Linked DNA regions of Mus musculus: region 1 is linked to region 2. A link is a contact called in public HiChIP or PLAC-seq data. All regions are on one chromosome and are shown on one strand. Each heading gives the region's core, a stretch centred on a gene start, on an enhancer-like site or on the middle of the called end of the contact. The rest is flanking DNA. Distances are from core to core; before and after follow the strand shown.

Evidence for each region. HiChIP or PLAC-seq counts read pairs in DNA pulled down with a chosen protein or histone mark.
Region 1: a contact with region 2 is called in a BATF HiChIP or PLAC-seq map of CD8 T cells, with 5 read pairs. The contact joins the promoter of Ifi203 here to the promoter of Ifi204 in region 2. A contact is called at or near these places in 1 of 39 promoter capture datasets (macrophages), 1 of 115 datasets of contacts at active chromatin or transcription factors (CD8 T cells) and 1 of 9 other capture datasets (adipose tissue).

The regions. Positions count from the first base shown.
Region 1 is chr1:173,941,130-173,947,077 of GRCm38.p6, reverse strand. It overlaps Ifi203 (interferon activated gene 203), which reads left to right and starts at 4,586. Exons shown (of 10, transcript NM_001302649.1): 1 at 4,586-4,623; 2 at 4,784-4,848.
Region 2 is chr1:173,765,188-173,771,250 of GRCm38.p6, reverse strand. Ifi204 (interferon activated gene 204) reads left to right here and starts at 4,332. Exons shown (of 9, transcript NM_008329.2): 1 at 4,332-4,440.

The DNA.
Region 1 (5,948 bases), core at 3,337-5,836, 180 kb before region 2:
GTAAGGCAATTAAATAACTTAATAAGTAATACCTCCTATTAATGGTTATTAAGTAATTTGGATCAACACATTAGTAAGTATATTTGTCTTACTAATAACTTAGTATTTAGTTAGGACATTGAAAACATTTGTAATTTTATTTTTAACAACTACCATATAAACTAGGTAAATTTCCTACTATTCCTTAATATTAAAATAAATTAAAAACAAAAATTAATAAAATATAAAATTGGACACCAAGTTCGTTCTTCTTGACACAAATATGATATTCTGCTGTTGGTTTCTGTCAAAAAAATATATGTTGTGAATCAGAAATAATATATAATAATAAAAGTTCCATAAATATATGCTTTTTAAAAAAGGAGTTGGTTCTTTGAGAAAAATCAATGATTGTTAAGTCCTTAACCAAACTTTCCAAAGGCTGTGAGAGAGGATACAAACTAACAAAATTAGAGGCAAAGGGGGACAGAACAACAGACAGTGATGAAATCCAGAGACTTAAAAGGACATACTTTAAAATCTGTACTCCACCAAATTAGAAAAATCTAAAAGGAATGAATATTTTTCTTGATATATACCACCTACCAAAGTTAAATCAAGATCAGAAAAGCAATTTAAACAGATATATTCCCTTAGTATTAGAGAGGCAGTAATTAAGTCTCCTCAAAACAACAAAGCCCAAGCCCGGGTGGCTTTAATACAAAATTCTATTAGGTTTTTCAAAGAAAAATTAACACTCTTCAGATTATTTCAGAAAATAGAAACAGAATCAATATAGCCCAGTTCATTTTAAGAGACCACAGTTACTCTAATATTTAAACCACATAAAGACCCAGCAAAGAAATAGAATTACTTTCCAAATTCTGTCACGACTAGACCTACAAAAAAAAATCTCAATAAAATACTAGCAAACGAAATCTAAGAATACATAAAAAAGATCATGCACCATGGTCAAGAAGGTTGCGTGCCACAGACTCTGATTCAGGAGGTATACATATATATATATATGTATATGCCCGTAATTTCTTTGACAGAAGCACAATTCAGAGATATTTGACTCTACCTAGAGAAGAGATTCAACATATATAAATTTATAAAAGTGATCCACATTCAAACATAATGAAAGACAAAAACTACATGAATGTCTCATTAGGCAAAGGACAGTGTCAATAGGACAAAATGGCAACTAACAGGTTGGAAAAAGATCTTTACCAATCCTACATCCAATAGAGGGCTAATATTCAATATATAAAAAGAACTCAAGAAGTTAGGCTCCAGAGGATCAAATAATCCTATCAAAAATGGAGTACAAAGCTAACAAAGAATTCTCAACTAAGGAATATCGAATAGCCAAGAAGCACCTAAAGAAATGTTCAACATCCTTAGTCATCAGGGAAATGCAAATCAAAACAACCCTGTGATTACACCTCACACCAGTAAGAATGGCTAAGATCGAAAAACTCAGGTGACAGCAGATGCTGGCAAGGATGTGGAGAAAGAGGAACACTCCTCTGTTGTTGGTGGGATTGAAAGCTGGTACAACCATTGTGAAAATCAGTCTGGCAGTTCCTCAGAAAATTGGATGTAGTACTACCTGAGGACACAGCCATACCACTCCTGGGCATATACTCAAAGATGTTGCAACATATAACAAAGACACATCCTCTACTCTGTTCATATCAGCCTTATTTATAATAGCCAGAAGCTGGAAACAACTCAGATGCCCTCAGAAAAATGGATACAGAAAGTGTGCTCCATTTACATAATGGAGTACTACTCATCTATTAAAAACAACGACTTCATGAAATTCTTAGCAAATGGATGGAACTAGAAAATATCCTGAGTGAGATAACCCAGTCACAAAAGAACACACATGGTCTGCAGTCACTGATAAATGGATATTAGCCCAGAAGCTCAGGATACCCAAGATACAATTCACAGATCATATGAAGCTCAAGAAGAAGGAGGACCAAAGTGTGGATGCCTCAGTACTTTTTAGGAGGAGGAGCAAAGTACTCATGGGATAAGAGTGTGGAAGGGACTTGAGAGGACAAGAGGAAGAGGAGAGGGGAAGGGGGACAGGATCAGGTATGGGAGGAGAGAGGGATGATATACAAAGGAAAAGGAATTTGAACAGCGGTGTTTAGCAATGGGGGACAGGAAAGGCCATCAAGAGACTGCCCTACCTGGGGATCCATCCCATGTAAGACACCAAACCCAAACACTATTGTGGATGCCAAAGTGCTTGCTGACAGGAGGCTGGTATAGCTGTCTCCTGAGAGGCTCTGCCAGAGCTGACAAATACAGAGATGGATTCTCACAGCCAACCATTGGACTGAGCACAGGCACCCCAATGAAGGAAGTTCTGAAAGAGGTGAAGTATTTTCCAACCCCATGGGAACAACAACAATATCAACCAACCAGATCCCCTCTGGCTACCAGGGACTAAACCACCAACCAAAAAAGTACACATGGGGGGACCCATGGCTCCAGCTGCATATGTAGCAGAGGATGGCCTTTGTTGGGCATCAATGGGAAGAGAGGCTCTTGGTCCTGTGAAGGGTTGATGCCCCAGTGTAGGGGAATGCCAGGGCGAGGAGGCAGGAGTGTGTGGGTGAGAGCACCCTCATAGAAGCAGAGAGAGTCAAGTTAGGGATAGATAGGGAGTTTCTCAAGGGGAAACCGGAAAAGGGGATAACATTTGAAATGTAAATAAATAAAAATCCAATTTAACTTTATATGCCTCAGTACAGGGGAATGGCAGGGCCAAGAAGTGGGAGTAGGTGGGTAAAAGAGTGGGTGGGGGAGGGTATGGGGGACTTTTGGAATAGCATTGGAAATGTAAATGAAGAAAATACCTAATAAAAAATGACAAACATGTCAAGAATAAAAATAAGTAAACAATCCTATTTTTAAAATCCTAAAAACATACAATATTTTGGAATGAAAGTAACCAAAGAAGGAAAAGATTTGCACAATGAAAACTTTAAAACAATAAAAGAACTTGAAGAAGTTAAAAGAAGACAAGAGGCTTTCCAATTTCATGGGTTTCCAAGAGCTGCCAAACACCAGCACTTGGAAAGCAAACCTCGATGATTTTCTACCCAAGTAAATCTGTGGACCCTGCCAGATGAGTGATGGTATCCCTGGAATCGCACTGTTTTTATATTGACTTTAAAGCTTCCTATAAAGCATCCAGTAGTAGTTGGTGTCCTTTTCCCCCATGTCTCACTATAACAGTAGTACAGACACCATCCACTATCCTACAAAGGAAGAAACAGTCAGTCAAACACTGCTTTAAGCTCTGAAGCTACCAGATGTTCAGCTTTTTTCCTTGAGTTTCCAAGGCTTCATCTGCTGGCACTACATAGCCCACAATCTGCTGTCTTTTCCCATTAAAAATCTCTCAGGGGTCATTTTCTTAATCACTTATAGAGGACAGTGAAGCTATAGTACAGAGGGCAGTTACTGCCCAATTACTTTTTTTTTTTTAAGCTGAGGTTGCAGTTGTATGTTTCTCATAACACTATGCTCTGGGAAAATATGGCCTAGGAACCACTAATGAATGAATGGATGCTTTGGAAAGTGCTTAAACCAAAAGTGATCCATCACAGATATTTCCCTATTCAGGAAATGTTCAAGCAAGTACTGTTGTGGTCTGCAGATCACAGCACAAAGCACCCAGAAACGGATCTCAGTTAAACAGGGCTGGTTTATTGAACACACACCCTAAGACTGATTGAACAGGGGCTCAGCTCAGATACAAGAGCTATTTTCCAGGGTCAGTTTATATAGGCAGAAAATCATAATGAGCTCATAAGCGGGTGAGGGGAGGGCTGTAGGGTGGTCAACCTTTTTCCAAGTCTTTTTTTTTTCAAGCTGTCCTCTATCTTTCTTTGCTCTGAGTGAAGGCTATGGATTGGTAATTTCTGATGATGATGACGACTATTTAAGCCTCAGAATATGGTCAACTTGACCTTTCTTTCAGTCAAACTTTTTCTTTTAATTTTAAAATGTTTTTATCTTCTTTTTTCTTTTTCTTTTTATTAGATGTTTTCTTTATTTACATTTAGGATGTTATCCCCTTTCCTGGTTTCCCCACTGAAGACTCCCTATCCCCTCCTCCCTCCATCTGCTCATCAACCAACCCACACTGGCTTCCTGGCCCTGGCATTCCCCATTACTGGCTGTGCCTACAGTCAAGCTGCTTTTGTGTCAAACAAGCTGGCAGGCATGAAACAAAAGTATTACAGCTAAGGTAGCAGGCTTCATCAATTCCAAGGAACAACAGACTCTGAGGAGCTCCCCTCTGACCACTTTCATATTGAACAAACAAAGAAGGGTGAGGTGGCTGAGTGACTCGCTTGTATCTCCTTGTGATTCATCTTCTTTCAGATGAGAGTGATTCCTAGTGACCCACTTGTAAGTCTACTAGACATAAAACATGCAGTGTTGCAATTTCTCTCTCTCCTGTGTGTGTGTGTGTGTATGCTTCTTTCTAGAAATTACATTAATAACAGGAAATAAAGTGCTCTATTTTAAGAGCTGGGGAAATCGAAAGCTATGAACAGTGCTGGGAGGAGCCCAATTTCATCTTAAGTCTCCCCAGGAAGACAGCACACTGTAAGACATCCAGCCCTGCTCAAGCTAGGAACTTACTTTAACCAGTTCTCTTGCCCCCCTCCCTGTTATTTTGTAAATACTACATTTTCTCAGCATTTAATGAGATTGCAATGCATTCTGGTGTACTTTTTTGAGTCATTTCTCTTTCTACTCAAAACAGAGAAACCCCATTTCCTGACTTGCTGAAGATTTATCATCTGAACATTGCTGAGAAATTTCACTGAGGTAAGTCTCTCCCCTTTTATATATAGAAGAGATAGCTCCATGAAACCCACAAGAACATAGGGGATCAGTGTGGTTCTTCCCAGTGGCTGGTGGGGAGAGCACAGATTGTTCAGCTGCCAGCAGGGCAGTGAACCTGCTGCAACAGGTTCTGATACCACATTCAGGAAGATGACAGCATCTTTCTTTCTCCATCCCTCGAGCTTGTGGTAAGAAAACATGAGCTTTGATTAGTGCAGGTTATAAAATTAGCTTCCTAAGTATAAAGTCAATAAATGGAAAACAAGAAGGCTTCAGTAGCCTGGGCTGGGCGGTGCACGGGAATCTGGTGGCTGGACTGAGTAAAAGACAGGTTAGTGATATAAAAATTTACTGTGATATAATATTCAGTGAAAACATGCATTTGAACAATGAGCTTCATCATCTGGTCTTATTTTAATATTAGACAGCATGAGAACTAGTGGACATGTGCAGTAAAACTTTCCTAAGAATCACAAATACAGTTATTCAAATACTTCCTGTTTCAATATGCATATGTAACTCTTTCTTTCTCTCCCCTTCAAAAAAGGGAGTAAGAATAGTATTTAGTCACTGAGAGAAACTTTTTGTCATCATGAAAGTTATTCTTTGTGATAGGCTAAATTTTATTTATTTTTGTTTTTATTTTGTTGTCATAAAATATAGGGACTATGAAGGTCAGTTAAATACAATCATTTCTGTTGTCTATTTTGTCTACTTTTAGGATATTTTAAAGGCTTTCTGTATCCTCTGGCATAGGACTCCGTGTGTACTCAAACTTTGTAATTTAAATGTCAATTTGAGATTTGTACCTGGATTAGACCTATCTTGCTAAGTTTCTCAGTTATCCTGCTCAAACTTTCCAAATTTTTCCAGATCTTTTTACCCTACTAACTTAGTAATGACTACACTGTCATATTAACTGTAAACCTGTGGGTTCTCCTTTTTATCTTTTTAAAAAATTTACAGATTTGTGTGCTCTCACAGATATTGAATGTATGTGATGTATATGTATGTGCATGGATACGTGTACTTGTGTGAAGATATATTCATGTTTCAATAGAGCTGTGAAATAATGACGAAGA
Region 2 (6,063 bases), core at 3,083-5,582:
CCGATATCTATACCAAAACCAGCTCACATCTCATAATTAGAGATACTTGGTTCCCAAGGCAATACCAAAATACAAAAATAATAAATACAGAATACCTCCTCCATAAGTCGCCAACTCTATTGTTATAAACCCTCAGAAGAGAAGTTTATCAGAAAGACATGACAAGGACTTTGCAATAGCCATTGTGAGTATGCTCAAGGACCTTAAAATGAATATGAATGAATATCTCATGGAAGACCATGGAACTACAAACAGTTGGATTAAATAAGAAAAACAAAGATATAAAAGGAGAATGAAACAAAGATATAGACTCACTAAAGAAAGGCAAAGCTAAAGTAAAACTCAAAATAAAAACTGTACGAGTTAAACAGAAAGCCTCACCAACAGAATAAATGACATGGAAGAGAGAATTTCAGGTCTTGAAGGCCAGGTAGAAGCAGTTAATATCTCCATCAAGAAAATGTTAAATCTAAAAGAATCTAAACACAGAACCTCTAGGAAATCTGGGATGTCATGGCAAAGAAAAAATCATATAAACAATAGACATAGGAGAAGAAGAAGAAGAAGAAGAAGAAACCCAGGTGAAAGGCATAGACAATATTTAACAAAAGCATAGACAAACTGCTGCAGTAGAGAAGGAGATGATTATCAAGGTGTGAACAGCATACCGAACATGAAAGAGACAGGACCAGAAGAGAAACTCTCCTTGTTATATAATAATTCAAACATTAACTGTACAGAAGAAAGAAAAGATATTTAAAGCTTCAAGGGAAAAAAGACTAAGCCACTTATAAAGGCAGACCTATTAGAACAATTTCTAACTTTCAACGGAGATTCTGAGAAGAAAGGACTGGGCAAATATTCTACAAACTCTGAAAAAACACGGAAGTCATCCTAGACTGCTGTATGCAGCAAAATATTCATATATTGCTACATCTAATCTGACCCCTATTGATTGAAACTGCAAGTCAACAATAGAAACAAATAGTATATATGCATATATGCACATACATATATATGCATATATATAAAACACAATCTACAGAGAAAGAAAACATCTCCTGATAAAAACAGTTTTTTAGTAATTTCCCTTTACTAATCCAGATCTATAGAAGATACTACAAAACTTCAAAAGTGTTAATATGAAAGGTTAAGATACCCAAGAGTACACAAAAAATAAATATCCAAGAACAGTTCATCAAAAGAGGGACAATCTACTATAACAAAATATTTAATAAATAAATTAATTAAGGAATTAATAAATACTGTTCAGTAATTACATTCAATATTAATTTTCTCAATTCTTCCAATAAAAAGGTATCAACTAACTGATTAGTTTAGAAATCAGGATCTATCTGCTGTATTAAATAACAACATACTCTACCATCCAAGACTGTACTATAAATTTAGGGTGGATAATGGAAAATGGTGTTCTACATAAATGGAACCAAGATGCAATCAGGTTATAAAAGCTATTTTAATACTTAATAAAACAGACTTTGTGTCAAAACTAAACAAAAGTGAAAAAGAAGAACATTGTATAAGCATTAAAGGAAATCATACCAAGAAAATTTTGTCTTAACATTTATGCACCAGATATAATGGTATTAAATTTTACAAAAGAAACATTACTATAGCTAAAATTATATATTGAGCCTAGCATAGTGGGTGACTTCAATATACAACTCTCACCAATAAACAAGTCATCCAGACAAAAATGAAGAGAAAATTTTGGAGTAAAGTAAGATCATCAATCAAATAGACCTAACAGGTATCTACAGAAAATGTTATCTAAACATTAAATATACTTCTTTCTTAGAAATCCATGGAACTTCCTTCAAAATTTACCACATCTTAGGGCATAAAGCAAGTATTACCAGATGTTGAAAACTTGAAATAAAACCCTGCATTTAATGAGGCCCCCAGCGATTAAAACTGCAAGTCAACAATAGAAACAACAGCAAGTATACAAATCCATGTTTGGGGGTAAGTCTTGGACAGTATGTATTCAGATGCTGATTTCTATGCCTAGACATCTGTCTACAGTCCAGATGATGGCAAGGTCTGACACTATTACTGAGGCTGTGGAGCTCTCACAAGTAGGGACCGATTATGACTGCCCTCCGAAGGACCCAACCAGCAGCTGAAAAAGTCAACTGCAGGTATTTCCACCCACCCAATGGACAGAAGATGTGGACCCATGGGGTTGTATCAGGGAAAAGATGAAAGAAGCTGGGGAGGTGGGCAACCCTGTAGGTGGACCAGCAGTCTCATTTAATCTCGACCTACGAGATCTCTCAGACACTGGAACGCCAACCAAGTAGCATACACCAGCTGATATGAGGCTCCCAACACATATCCAGTAGAACACTGATGGATCTGGATTCAGTCTGAGAAGATGCAGCTAACCATCAAGAAACTGAAGGCCACAGGGAATGGGGAGGTCTAGAGAGGTGAGGGATAGGGTTGGGGACATACTTGTGGAGACAGGGTGGCAGGAAGTAGGTATGGGGTGGGGAACAATCAGAGGGTGAACCAGGGGCGGGGGGGGGGATAAAATATGGAGTGTAAAAAGAGAAGATTAAATAAAATATTAAAAAGAGAGAAAATAGAGTGGTAGAAGTGGGATAGTCATAACAGTGGTCAGTGTGATGAAAAGGCAGCTGAAGAAATCAAGACAGTATCTTCAGCTGACATAGAGCTGTCAGAGATAAAGACAAGCAAGGCTATGAAGAGCTGAAGACTGAGGTACTATTGACTGACAACCAGGAGCATTGCAGACAGCTGCAAATCCTTAAGGGCCAAGAACTATAACACCTCAGCTGTGACACCAGCCACTCTCGAGGTCCCAGGGTCACAAAGGCACTGTCTGTTTGAAACTGTCTTTCATCTGCTGCTTTCAGAAGTTCATTATGAAAACTTCCAAGTACCTTGTTGGCAGTTGGTGGTTAAATCCCAGAACCACAAGCTGTTGGGAACTAAAAAGGGGGCCCAGGGGAAGAGGGGGAAGAGAAAACCCACACCCCCAGAGTTTTACCTATTCTCTGGTCTGTCAGGTGTGGGAGAGCTGCCATACACTTTCCACTCAGCCCTGGGTGGGCATTCAAACCTCTGACCCACTCTTCAGGGGGTGGCCAAGGGGCAGCCCTACCTGGGATCCCTTGAGCTACTTTGCTAAAGCCACTATGGTTATAGGAGGGAAGGATGGCAGAAGAGAGGTTCCCAAAACTTGCGAGAGTGAGGGTAGCAGATTTTGATGAGCAGAGACTCTTTATGGTTTTAGAGCTTTATTATAGAAATGTAGGGGTATAACAGAGAAGCTAGAAAAAGAGAGAGAGAGGAGGGAGAGAGAGAATAGGGAAGGAGAGAGAGAGAGAGAGAGAGAGAGAGAGAGAGAGAGAGAGAGAAGGCTAGAGAGAAAGAGAGTAAGAGAGAGAGAGGAGAGGAGAAGACAAAGAGAAAGGAAAGAGGAGAGAAGAGTGAGAGAAGTGAGAGTTAAGAGAACAAAGGAGTAAGAGAAGAGACAAGTAAGATAGCAAACAGGGGCTGAACAGCCCTTTTTATGGTCTTTACTGTTGCTAGGTAACTGGGGAGGAGTTTAGCCTGAAGGTCAGAAGCTTGGGCCATTGCCTACATGACTTCTACCCATGCTTCTCTTGTGGGGTCTGTGGGGGGAGGTAACTTAGGTAGGAGCCAGAGTTCCAGCAGCATAAGGGAATGCCTACTGTGTCATGTAGCTGAATTATCACCCTTTGGAGTTCAGACCTCAGCTCAACTGGAGACCAGCCTGTCTGTGCAAAACCTCAAAACCACAATTCTCTGGCTTCCGAAGGGCTTGATACTTATAAACCCTGAGCGTATTAGACTCTTCCCTGGGCCTTGAGTACTTTACTACAATAAAAAAAACTCCACCTTAGCTGTCCAGGACTCCTATCTAAGTAGAGCAGAACCTTGGTCAGCTAGTTTTAACACCTTGATCTGGTTGTACCATGTATGTGAATTTTGTGTCTAGTGGCCAGTGTACATCCGTTTGCTACAAAAGTTGTAAGGTTAGGGCTTTCTTATTTAGTGAGATTCATCAGAAAAGAATGTGAGCCTGACTAAGCTGTGATTTTTTTTTTCATAGTGACCACAGTGTTTACAGGAAGTTAAGATGTTTCCAAAGCCAGGGAAATTGAAAGCTATGAACGAAACTGGGAGGAGGCCTGGCTGATTCAGCACTTCTCACCCAAGGGAGACAGCACAGGGAGAGACAGCCAGTGCTGTTCAAGAAATGAAACAACTCTGAGAGTGTTGTAATCACTACCATCTTCCTTTACACCCAACTGTTCAGTTTCTTATTTACTGACTTAGCTGCCTACCTACTCAAGCCAAGCAGGCCACTTCTTGACCCGGTGAAGGTCTCAGGATCTGTACATCACTGCAGAAATATCCAGGAAGGTGAGTTCTGTTTGTTTCTTAAACATGTGATCAGATCTATCTGTGAAATATAAAAGACCATAGAAAAAAATCAGTGTTGAATGGTGGAGGACCAAGGCTGGTGCCAGCTGCACTCACAGCCTTGAACCTGCTGTAGCTGGTTTCCGATGCTTCACTAGGAAGACAGCCGATGACAGAATAAAGATGCCTCCTCTATTCCTATGACTTTTCATGAGTTAGTGTTTATCACTGTTCTTCATTTATCTTCACTAGAGAAGACATGGGAGTAAGGTGTTTGTGGTGAAGGACTGTGTAAAAGACAAGACAGAAACAAAAAATATTGATAACTAAAATCATGTTAAATGAAAACCACACTTTCCAGTTTTGTGAATATACAAAACTGAGATTCATATAAAACTTGAGAACTCTCATTAGCCTGTAGAGAAAAATGTCCCACTTTTGTTAACACAGTTATTTAAATAGACTGTGGACATTTTTATGTTTAGCTCTCCTCTTAGCTCCCTTCTATATCAGATGTTAGAGACAATATTTGCCATACTCTCTTCTTCATGCCATGATGGAGGTGAATACTAATGAGGAAAGTTAAACTTGTTCACTGTCACTAATTTCTTCTGTAATTTTTCTAATTTTTTTATCCTGTTTTGCCTAAATTTTAGTAGTTGAGATATGCATAAATTTTAAACCATAGTCATAGACAATATCATACCTGTTTAAATACATATTATTGCTTGTTAATGGTTCTGTTTAAAGAATAATTTCATTATCCAAGCCTGGTTTCCAATAACTTGGCACATAGCTGAGGCCAGCCTCAAACTTACAGTCCTCTTGCCTCTGCCTCAGCTTCTGTCTTTCCCTCAGACTCTGGGGCCTTGAATCATAGACACCCACTGCCATGACCCTCTTTAATGTCTACAATTAATTTTGTATTTTACTACATAGTACTATTTAATGTCCTGGGAGTAATGTTGTAAAACTAAAATTTGTTATTATTTGGTAATTATATAATTAAAATTGTTTCACTTTTCTTGGGTTGAAATCTTTCATTGTTAAGTAGTGAACCTCCAGGCTTTATGATGTTTCTTGGATGGTCCTTACCTATATTAGCAGAGAATTTTGGTGCCTTTAAATTGCTCTTTCAGCATCAAATTTTTCTAATATGTTTAAATCCATCAAATAGTATTTTGTCAGCAATTCGAAGGTATTGTATTTTTCTAAACCACTTTAAAAATTGTATCATTTTTTGCTTTTTTTTTGTTTTGATCTATTTTGCTTTTGTTTTTTAGACAAGGTCCCACTATGTAGCATTGATTGGCTTAGAAATGACTATGTAGTCCAGGATGGCCTCAAATTCAGAGATTTCTGCCAATCCCTGCCTTCTAAATGCTGTATACTTTTACATTTTTAGTTTAAATGACTTATTAATTTTTCTAGCTTAAAGATTTTTATATGGCACATTATAAAGCCAATTTGCACTTACAATGTGTAGTAGTCTAGTCCAAGTAACAAACATTTCCTTGTCTTCAACAATCAATAATTGTATGTGTTAGGATTTCCTATTTTGGGATGAGACCTGTGCTGAGTTTTGATGTCCTTTACTGAACGTCTTCATTTTTCCAGTGCTGC